2 separate regions of the Mus musculus genome follow, and region 1 is linked to region 2. A link is a contact called in public Hi-C data. All regions are on one chromosome and are shown on one strand. The core of a region is the stretch at or near the end of the contact, and the rest is flanking DNA. Distances in the headings are between cores, read along the strand shown.

Region 1 (3,965 bases), core at 986-3,485, 110 kb before region 2:
AGAGCTGTCTCCTGAGTCCTGAGCAGAGAAGGGGACCCAACAGAGCAGAGAGTAACATACCAGGACACACCATGCGCATTTTGCATTGACCACAGAGGCCAGAAGAGGGCGTTAGAGCGCCCCTGGAGTCACAGACAGTTGTGAGCCACTGTGTGGTGCTGGGAATTGAACCCATTTCATCTTGAAGAGCAGCTAGTGCTGTCAACCACTGAGCCCCTATAGTTGTGTGTGTGTGTGTGTGTGTGTGTGTGTGTGTGTGTGTGTGTGTACATGCATGTTACAGTTTAAGTGTGGAGGTCAGAGGGCACCTTCTACCCTGTTTGAGACAGGGTCTGTTGTCCACTGTATGTCCACCAGGCAAGCTGTCCATGAGTTTCCAGAGAGTCTCCTGTCTATGTTTTCCATCCCCCCACCGGCATTTTGGGATTACAGATGTGTACTACTACTGGCTTTATATGGGTCTGGGGATCCAAGTTCGAATCTTTAATAGTGCACAGTGAGGGCTCTACCCACTGAGCCACCTCCCTGTTGTTTCAGTTTTTGTTTTGGAGGCAGGTTAGTCTGAAACTCAAGGCAATCTCCCTGCCTCAGTGTTCTGCCACCATTCCCAGCTGTGAGGAGCCATTTTTTTTACCAGAAGGGCTCCTAGGTGTTCACTACAATGAGGAGTGACTCTTTTATTTGAGCCCATTCTTCAGATTAGGAAACTGAGGCGTGGGGTGGGGGTGGGGGTGTCACTGGCGTAGTAAGCGGTGGGGAAACTACATTTCTGGTCCATGCCAGCCCTACCTCTCCAGCATTCTTAGACAAGTTAAAAAAAAAAAAAAAAAGTGTGTGTGGGCTGGAGAGATGGCTCAGTGGTTAAGTGTTGACTGCTCTTCCAGAGGTCATGAGTTCAATTCCCAGCAATCACATGGTGGCTCACAGCCATCTGTAATGAGATTTGATGTCCTTCCTCTTCTGATGTGTTTGAAGACAGCTACAGTGTACTCACACATATAAAATGAATAATTTTAAAAAAAAGTGTGTGTATGAAGCAGGGGTATGAAAACATGTGTTACATTCAATGTGGCTACATAAGAAAACGTGCTGCATTCAGCATGATTACATGAGAAAACATGTATTGTGTTCAATGTGGCTATATATAAAGTTCACCAAGGAGCAGATGAAAGAAGCCCAGGGCCATCAGGACCTTCGGTACCTGGTCAGGAATGTCTAGAGAATGTTCTTTGTTTGTTTGTTTGTTTGTTTGTTCATTTATTTGTTTTTCTTTTACAAAATGGCTCAGCAATTAACATTAGCTATTCCTTTGGCAGTGGGTGGTGTTATATTTTTGGTTTTCGAGACAGGGTTTTTCTGTGTAGCCCTGGCTGGCCTGGAAACCAGGCTGGCCTCGAAATCAAAGATCCACCTGCCTTTGCCTCCCGAGTACTGGGATTAAAGGCGTCCACTACCACTGCCCAACAAGCACTGGCTGCTCTTGCAGAAAACCCAAGTTTTATACCCAACATCCATGTGGCAGCTTAAGACCATGTTCAACGCCAGTTCCAGGGCATCTGACACCATCTTCTGACCTCCAAAGAAACTAGACACACATGCAGGACATTCATATACACACAAGCCAAAATTAAAAATAATGATAATAAAATAAATGAAGTTAGCTTCAGGACCACTGTGTACTGGTGAACTGGTTGTGCAATGCACAGCTATCAAGATAACTCACTTGGACTTCACTCTAGAGGTAATGACGGTGGCGAGACATCAAAGGGCTTTTCCACTAAGAGGAATTGGTCAGATCTGGGCTTTTGAAGTATGGTTGTGGGGCAGGAGATGGGATCTGAGCCTGGGGCTAGGAGGAATGTGAGGAGTGAGGAATCTGAGGACTTGGAGTTCAGAGCAGGACAAGAAACACCTCAGCAGAGAGGGGCTGTAACCCTGCTTGATCTGGGTCCCTGCTTCTCTAGGAATCTAAGAGGACCTTGTGAGAAAAAAGCCAGACTGGAGATCCCATCTCCTTCAGCACAGGTTCGTGTGACAAATACCGCACTGTGGGGCCTCAGAGATTAGATACTTACTTCCTTTAAGGCTAGGTGTAGAGATCAGAGCACAGCATGGCAGGCCCTGCTGGAAGCACTCTCTGCTTCACAAACAGCCATGGCCTCCCTGGGTGCTCACACAGGTTTACCCCAGAGATTGCATGGCAGGAAGAAAATTCCCCGCTTCTTAGAAAGCATCAGTCCAGGCGGGCGGTTCACACTGAGAGGCAGGAACAGGAGGATCAATGGCCATCTGGCCAGCCAGGGATGCATAGTGAGAGGCTGCAGCTCACAGCCCAAAAGATACAATGTGCTGAGCTATCTTATAAGGAGTGAAAAAAAGGGGGGAACCCTGGGGACCCTCTCTGTCTCCAGCCCTGAGCTGATCAGGACACTGGGGAAACACACCCCTTCTATTTCTGGTGCACCTCCCCCTCTGCAAGCCGCTCTAGGAGCTACACAAACTGTTATTCCTTGACGGAACACATGAACACACACCCTCCCACCACACTCTCCTTAAGACCCATCAGGGCCCAGGACAGGAGTAGACAGGAGAAGGAACCCCCCGCCGCCCCGTCCTGCTGTCTTACCTGCCCACAGTACTCAGCTGTCGCCTTTGTTGTTCATTTATTCATTCAGCAAAAATTCACTGAGTATTTACTGTGTGCCAGGCTCAGGACACCCAAAGGAAAACAAATAAGAGCTCACAAGTTGTAGAGAAACAGAAAAGTAAATATTTGAAAAAAATCACAGAAGACGGGGTGGTGACACATAGCTTTAATCCCAACACTCAGGAGGCAGAAGCAGGTGGATCTCTGAGTTGGAGGCCAGCCTGGTCAACAGAGCAAGTTCAAGGACAGCCAGGGCTACACAGAGAACCACTGTCTGAGAAAACAAAACAAAACAAAAACAAGCAAACAAAATGGAGAAGGCTGCACATGGGTGGTGGCCGGCGCCTAGAATCAACACTCAGGAGTTCAAAGAAAGAGGGTTACCTTAACTAGTTAAAGGTCAGCCTGGGCTACATAGTAAGTTCCAGACTAGCCTGAGCTACTGAGACCTTGTCAAAAGAAGAAAGGGAGGGAACAAAACAAAAAGAAAAGGAATAAAAGAAAAGGTGAGGGAAGATACTGTACACGGACTGGCAGGGGAGCTGCCAAAGGAGGTGCCACTGGCCTGAAGGTTGATGCGCTGATGATTAAAGAAGTGATTCGGGTTGAGGGAGCAGCATGTGCCAAGGCCCTGGGGCTGGCATGAGTGGTAGTACTAAATAGGCTGGAGAACAGGGTATGGAAAACCCAGAACAGTCAGTGGGCGGCCGCTGAGGATGGAAAGCAAGGGCAAAGGTAATTCTCCCCACCCCCCAACCTCCCTCCTCTGCTCCCGAGCCTAGAATATCACAGCCTGGCCCCAGGGACCTCCCAGGTGCTCACACATCCAAGCCTCTCACTTGGGGTCACGGGCTCTTCTACGTGCCTCTCCATCCATCTTCCCAAGTGACTATCCCGACAGCTTTGTCTCTCAAATGCCTGAATGTCCCTGTTTATCCAGGTGCCTGAAGATTCCCCTCTCCAACCTCAAGGTGAATTGTTGGGGTAAGAACACTGTCCTCATTCGTCACGTGCTTCTGCCTGTGGCTCAGACAAGCAGGTGTCCCGTCAAGGCCTGCCCGTACCCCACCCTCATGCGTCTTTGCACGTAGGCTGCTCCCAGACCTGGTCTTCTTGGCTACCCACCCAGCCAGAGCTGGCCCTGCTCTACCTACCCACGCTCAGCTGTCTCTTCTCTGATGTGACACAGCCCCACTCTCCCCAAAGTTGCCGTGTTCCCCACAACTCCATCATCTGTACAGAGTAGGGTTGGAAGTGACCCTGCCTCAGCCTGCCAGGCCTTTTTCTTTCTTAGAGCCCCAAGGACAGTCCCCATGAA
Region 2 (4,260 bases), core at 1,406-3,905:
TTGGCCTGGCTTCCTCTGCCCTCCCTCTTCTATACACGAGTACAAGGTGACTCTACGGAAGGAGTGAGTCCACATGAAGGGTTGTTTTTGTTTTTTGTTTTTTTTTTAAGGCGCAGATAATGTCCCGACCCACAGTAGGTGCACAGCAGCCTCCCATTCTCCCGGGTCACATGCCAGGCACACACCAAGTGTCCCCCGGGATGAGCTCGCACAGTATCTGGTCATGTGTCTGTGTTACCTAATGTCGCTGTGTTACCAACCAGGAAACAATGCCAAGAGATCGACACATACGTGACACAGGTGTCTAAGGTTTTAACCTCGAAGCCCAAGGAATGCCAAGGACGCATAAGCCAAAGAGGTTCACCCCTTGGCCCCCAGGCCAGGAAACACAAAGACATTAGAGATAGAGCCCCCCACACACACACATTATGAAGGTCAAAGTCTCTGAAGCCCTCACATCAAGACACCTCTGCCCCTAAATCAGGCCTGCCCCCCTCCCTCCAGCCCTCCCCCACTCCCCCCCCAGCCCTCCCCCACAGCTCCACCACAAGCTGACATTCCCCTCCCCAGCTCTGGATTTAATTCTTAGGAAACACTGGTCTCACCCAGTATACACAAGCCATTAACCCCTCCCCCCCTTCTCAGCATACTCAGCCCTGACCCCCTCCTCCCAAAGAACACACAACCCTGACCCTCGTCACACAGCACAGAGAAGACCAAACCTCCACAGCAAACAGGCTTCAGGGGCCAGGAGCCAAAGGGACAGGAGTCTTGTGCTATCTCTGGGGCCTCCACCCTGGTTCCCTAGGAGACTCCCAGTAGGACAATACCTAGCTCTCCCCACCGTGACCTGGAGGGGCCTTGGCCCTCCCACAGGTCACCTGCAGAGTACATACAACACACCTGAGGTGCAACCTTGCAAGAGGCCCAGGAAGGGGAGGCCATCTCCACAGACGTGGGATTGGAGCGGGGGGGGGGGGGGGGGGTTGGGGGGGGGGGAGCCTGGAAGATCACCAGGACATAGCATCACTGCTGCAAGCCACTCCACACACCCCCCTCCAGGAACTACCTGACACCTTCTAGACCCAAGGGCTAGGGGAGACTAAAGCTGCAAAAACTTTTAGTTGTTTTCCAGGTACCAGGAGCACTGTAGGAGGGGGTGGTCTCAGAGCCAAGGCCTCTGGTCCCTGGTCCTAGAAGGTGCTCAGAGGCAGGGGAGTAGGGAGGAAGAGAACTGTTGTTGTTTACTAGGAGAGGGGGATGGGTGGGAAACCCACAGACTCACAGAGGCAGGAAGAGGGCATTGCCTAACCTGGGTGGAGAAAGCCAAAGAAGGCTGCCATTAGCCCAAAATCCGGGCACCCCACCCTAGGAGTAGGTTACCAGGGTAGGGGTTCACCCCACCCACCTCTAAGAAAGAGGAAGGAGCTTGCAACACTCAGGGGGAGGGCTTTTCCTCTCACAGGGGCCAGATCCTAAATCCCCCTGCAACCTTCCATCTAGTCAGGTTCATGTGTCCAGGCCCCTGTGACATCACGGGGCAAGCATAAGTGGTCCTTGGTGGCACTGGCGTCCAGGACTCCCCAACTCCTCTCCTCTCTCCTCCTTCCTCTTTGGTTTGTTTTGTTCTTTTTTTTTTCCCCAAGACAGGGTTTCTCTGTGTAGCTTTGGCAGTCCTGGAACTTGCTTTGTAGACCAGGCTGGCCTCGAACTCAGAACTCCACCTGCCTCTGCCTCTTGGGTGAAAGGCATCCGCCGCCACCACCCGCTTTCCTTTCTGTCTTAAAAACTCCACCCTGAAAGAAAGCACAATTCTTCCAGCTCCTGGGATGTTTGAGATGGAAGCTCAAATGCAGGGAGTATTTTTACATAGGTTTCCCCCCATACCCCCAGCAACTCTGAGCCCCAGAGCTTGATCTCCTTATTAGCACAGACTAGGAAAAAAAAAAAAAAAAAACCAGAACACAGTAGGGGGTCTCAGACTCTGCTGAGTAAGGTGGAGAGAATAAAAGGCAGAATTAAAAAGTGGAGGCTTAGGGACCCTGAGGTAGGGCTAGAGAGACCTCTCAGTGGTTAAGAGCACTGACTGCTTGCTCTTCCAGAGGTCCTGAGTTCAATTCCCAGCAAACACATGGTGGCTCACAACCATCTGTAATGGGATCCGATGCCCTCTTCTGGTGTGTCTGAAGACAGCTACAGTGTACTCATATAAATGAAATATATCTTCTTCTTTTTTTTTTTTTTAAAAAAGAGGAAACTGAGGTAGCACTTGTCCACTCCCTAACCCTAGGGTGTAAAGGCTCACAGGCATAGACTACCTGCTCCTGAAGGCTGGTGAGGCCTGGAAGGGAGGGGGCTGCGACAAAGCCATAGGCAGCGATCCAGGAAGCAATGGTGGCTGTGGGCAGACATCCAGTTGTGGGCAGTGAGGCGCCCAGCCAGAGCCTGCCCCAGGGACAAAGAGACTCCCTGGCTCCGGGGAGAGAGCGCGGCCCCCACACCAAGAAGGGGGCACTGACCCAGCCCAGCCGGGCACACAGGGCAGTGGTGCCAGACAGCTTGCCAATGGGAGGGGCAGTGGGTGCCAGGCAGGGTGCTCTTGTCCCTGCCAACCAGGAGAGGTAGGACACGTTTCCCAGGTCAGCAGCTGACCAGCCGGCCGGCCAGCCAGCCATGGCCGACTCTGCCGCTTCCACTCCCTCCAGCCCCAGGCCAGGCCCAGATCCCTCCTCTAAGGCTCTGGCCTGGAGCCCAGCTGGGCCCTGGGGGCCAGAGTTACTGTAAGCGGCCTGGCAGGCCCCAAGCCTGGACTTTGCCAGCTGGCTATAGCCACCGCCACCTCCCACTACCTGGCTTGGCCAGCCAGGGAAGGGCACTGAGACCCCCGCCCAGCCAACGAGTGACCCTCATGGCAGAGAGGAGAGGTAGAAAACACCCTGCCAAGCCTGTGCATGTGTCCAAGGCCAGAGTCCAGGCAGAAAGCCCCCATGGAGTCCCTCCCTGTCCTTCTGGGGCGGGGGAGTTGGCAAGGGGAGGGCAAGGGCTCCAGCTGTGCTGAGCTGCCCTGGACTGTCTCTTGAAGCCCTTTCCCTCAGAGTACTGGAGGGGGGATGGAGGGGGGGGTTCATTCTCACTGTGTAGGGCTGTCATTTCCACCAAACGTTGAGAGGTTTGTTTATCCACCTCAGCCTCTGCATCCATTCCTACTCAGAGCTATTTATAAGGCACTCAATAGCATAGCACCAGGGACACAGAGACAAAGGGGGACAACATAGGAAGAAACAAAATGGTCTCACCTCCCCTCTAACCCCCAGTATCAAACGGACCATCTTCAGGTCCCAACCCCACCCACCACCACACAATGGTCACCCTGGTCTAGAAAAGACCTTGCCACTCATCGGGTCCTCCAGTGGAACAGATGTGTCCAGGAACCCAAATCCAGAGGCCAGCCACCCGCCACACTCCCTTCCCTCAAGCCTCCCCACACAGACTTACTGGCTGGGGACGGTGTGCTGTAACCACTGACTGGAAGCTGGTGCTGGAGGCTGGTGAGAGCGCCGGGTGGGGAGAGTCCACCCAGCATAGGGGGAAAGAAGAAGGCGTAGGGGGGTACTGGGTACCCATTGAGGTGCCCGCCCCCAGGTGTTGGGCAGGAACTGCTATTGCTGGCCATGCCAAGCAGCCACAGTCAGAAGAGCAGGCAAACAGTCTGGCAGGTAGTTGTGATGGCCTTCACGCAGTCCCTCTTCCTCGGGGCATGGGGCCGGGGGGCCCAGAGGGGGGGTTGGGTGGTCAGCCCACCCCCACCCCCTTCTGTCCCTGGAGCTGCAAGTCCCAAGTTAGTCAACTTTAGTCTTCTGGGTCCCCCTCCCTAGCCGGAGGGGCCAGGTGGATTGGGGGATGTCCCAAGAATCCGTCCTTTGGTTAAGCGGTCCTGGGAGACACTTTTGTAGGAAGGTCCAGAGCTGGTCTTCAGGGTATCAAAGAGGATGCCACTCCCAGAAGGGCCCCAGGTAGGTGGCTGGGGGGAGGCATGTCCTGTGGTGCTGCAGAAACAGGAAAGACACAGGTAAGTGGGCACTGAGCGGGCACACGGGGATTCCCCACGGTGCTCCCCAACCTGGGCGGCCAGAGATTTTCCTGTGGCACCCAGCTGAGCAGACACCTGGCACCATGCCTGGATGGCAGGGCCAGCCTAGGACCAGGGCCCAGACACTGCTGGGGATGGCAGGACAGAACAGCCAGGCTGGGGATATGGGG

The links. Hi-C and Micro-C count contacts between places; a contact is called where the count stands out from the background.
Region 1: a contact with region 2 is called in a Hi-C map of liver, with 2.4 times the contacts expected there. The contact joins two enhancer-like sites. A contact is called at or near these places in 1 of 15 datasets of contacts at CTCF or cohesin (CD8 T cells), 1 of 484 Hi-C or Micro-C datasets (liver), 5 of 115 datasets of contacts at active chromatin or transcription factors (embryonic stem cells, extraembryonic endoderm stem cells, pancreatic cancer cells and 1 more) and 1 of 9 other capture datasets (pancreatic islet).

The regions. Positions count from the first base shown.
Region 1 is chr11:99,061,696-99,065,660 of GRCm38.p6, reverse strand. No RefSeq gene overlaps it. Among named protein-coding and RNA genes, the nearest start is that of Igfbp4, 22 kb to the right of the region's middle. Within about 2 kb of position 2,235, at least 13 of the 459 cell types and tissues checked have an H3K27ac peak or open chromatin away from gene starts, as enhancers often do. A contact at or near this core is called in liver, where this site is marked.
Region 2 is chr11:98,950,031-98,954,290 of GRCm38.p6, reverse strand. Rara (retinoic acid receptor, alpha) reads right to left here. Exons shown (of 9, transcript NM_009024.2): 2 at 3,496-4,046. The coding sequence starts at 3,673. Among named protein-coding and RNA genes, the nearest start is that of Gm22061, 5.7 kb to the right of the region's middle. Within about 2 kb of position 2,655, at least 165 of the 459 cell types and tissues checked have an H3K27ac peak or open chromatin away from gene starts, as enhancers often do. A contact at or near this core is called in liver, where this site is marked.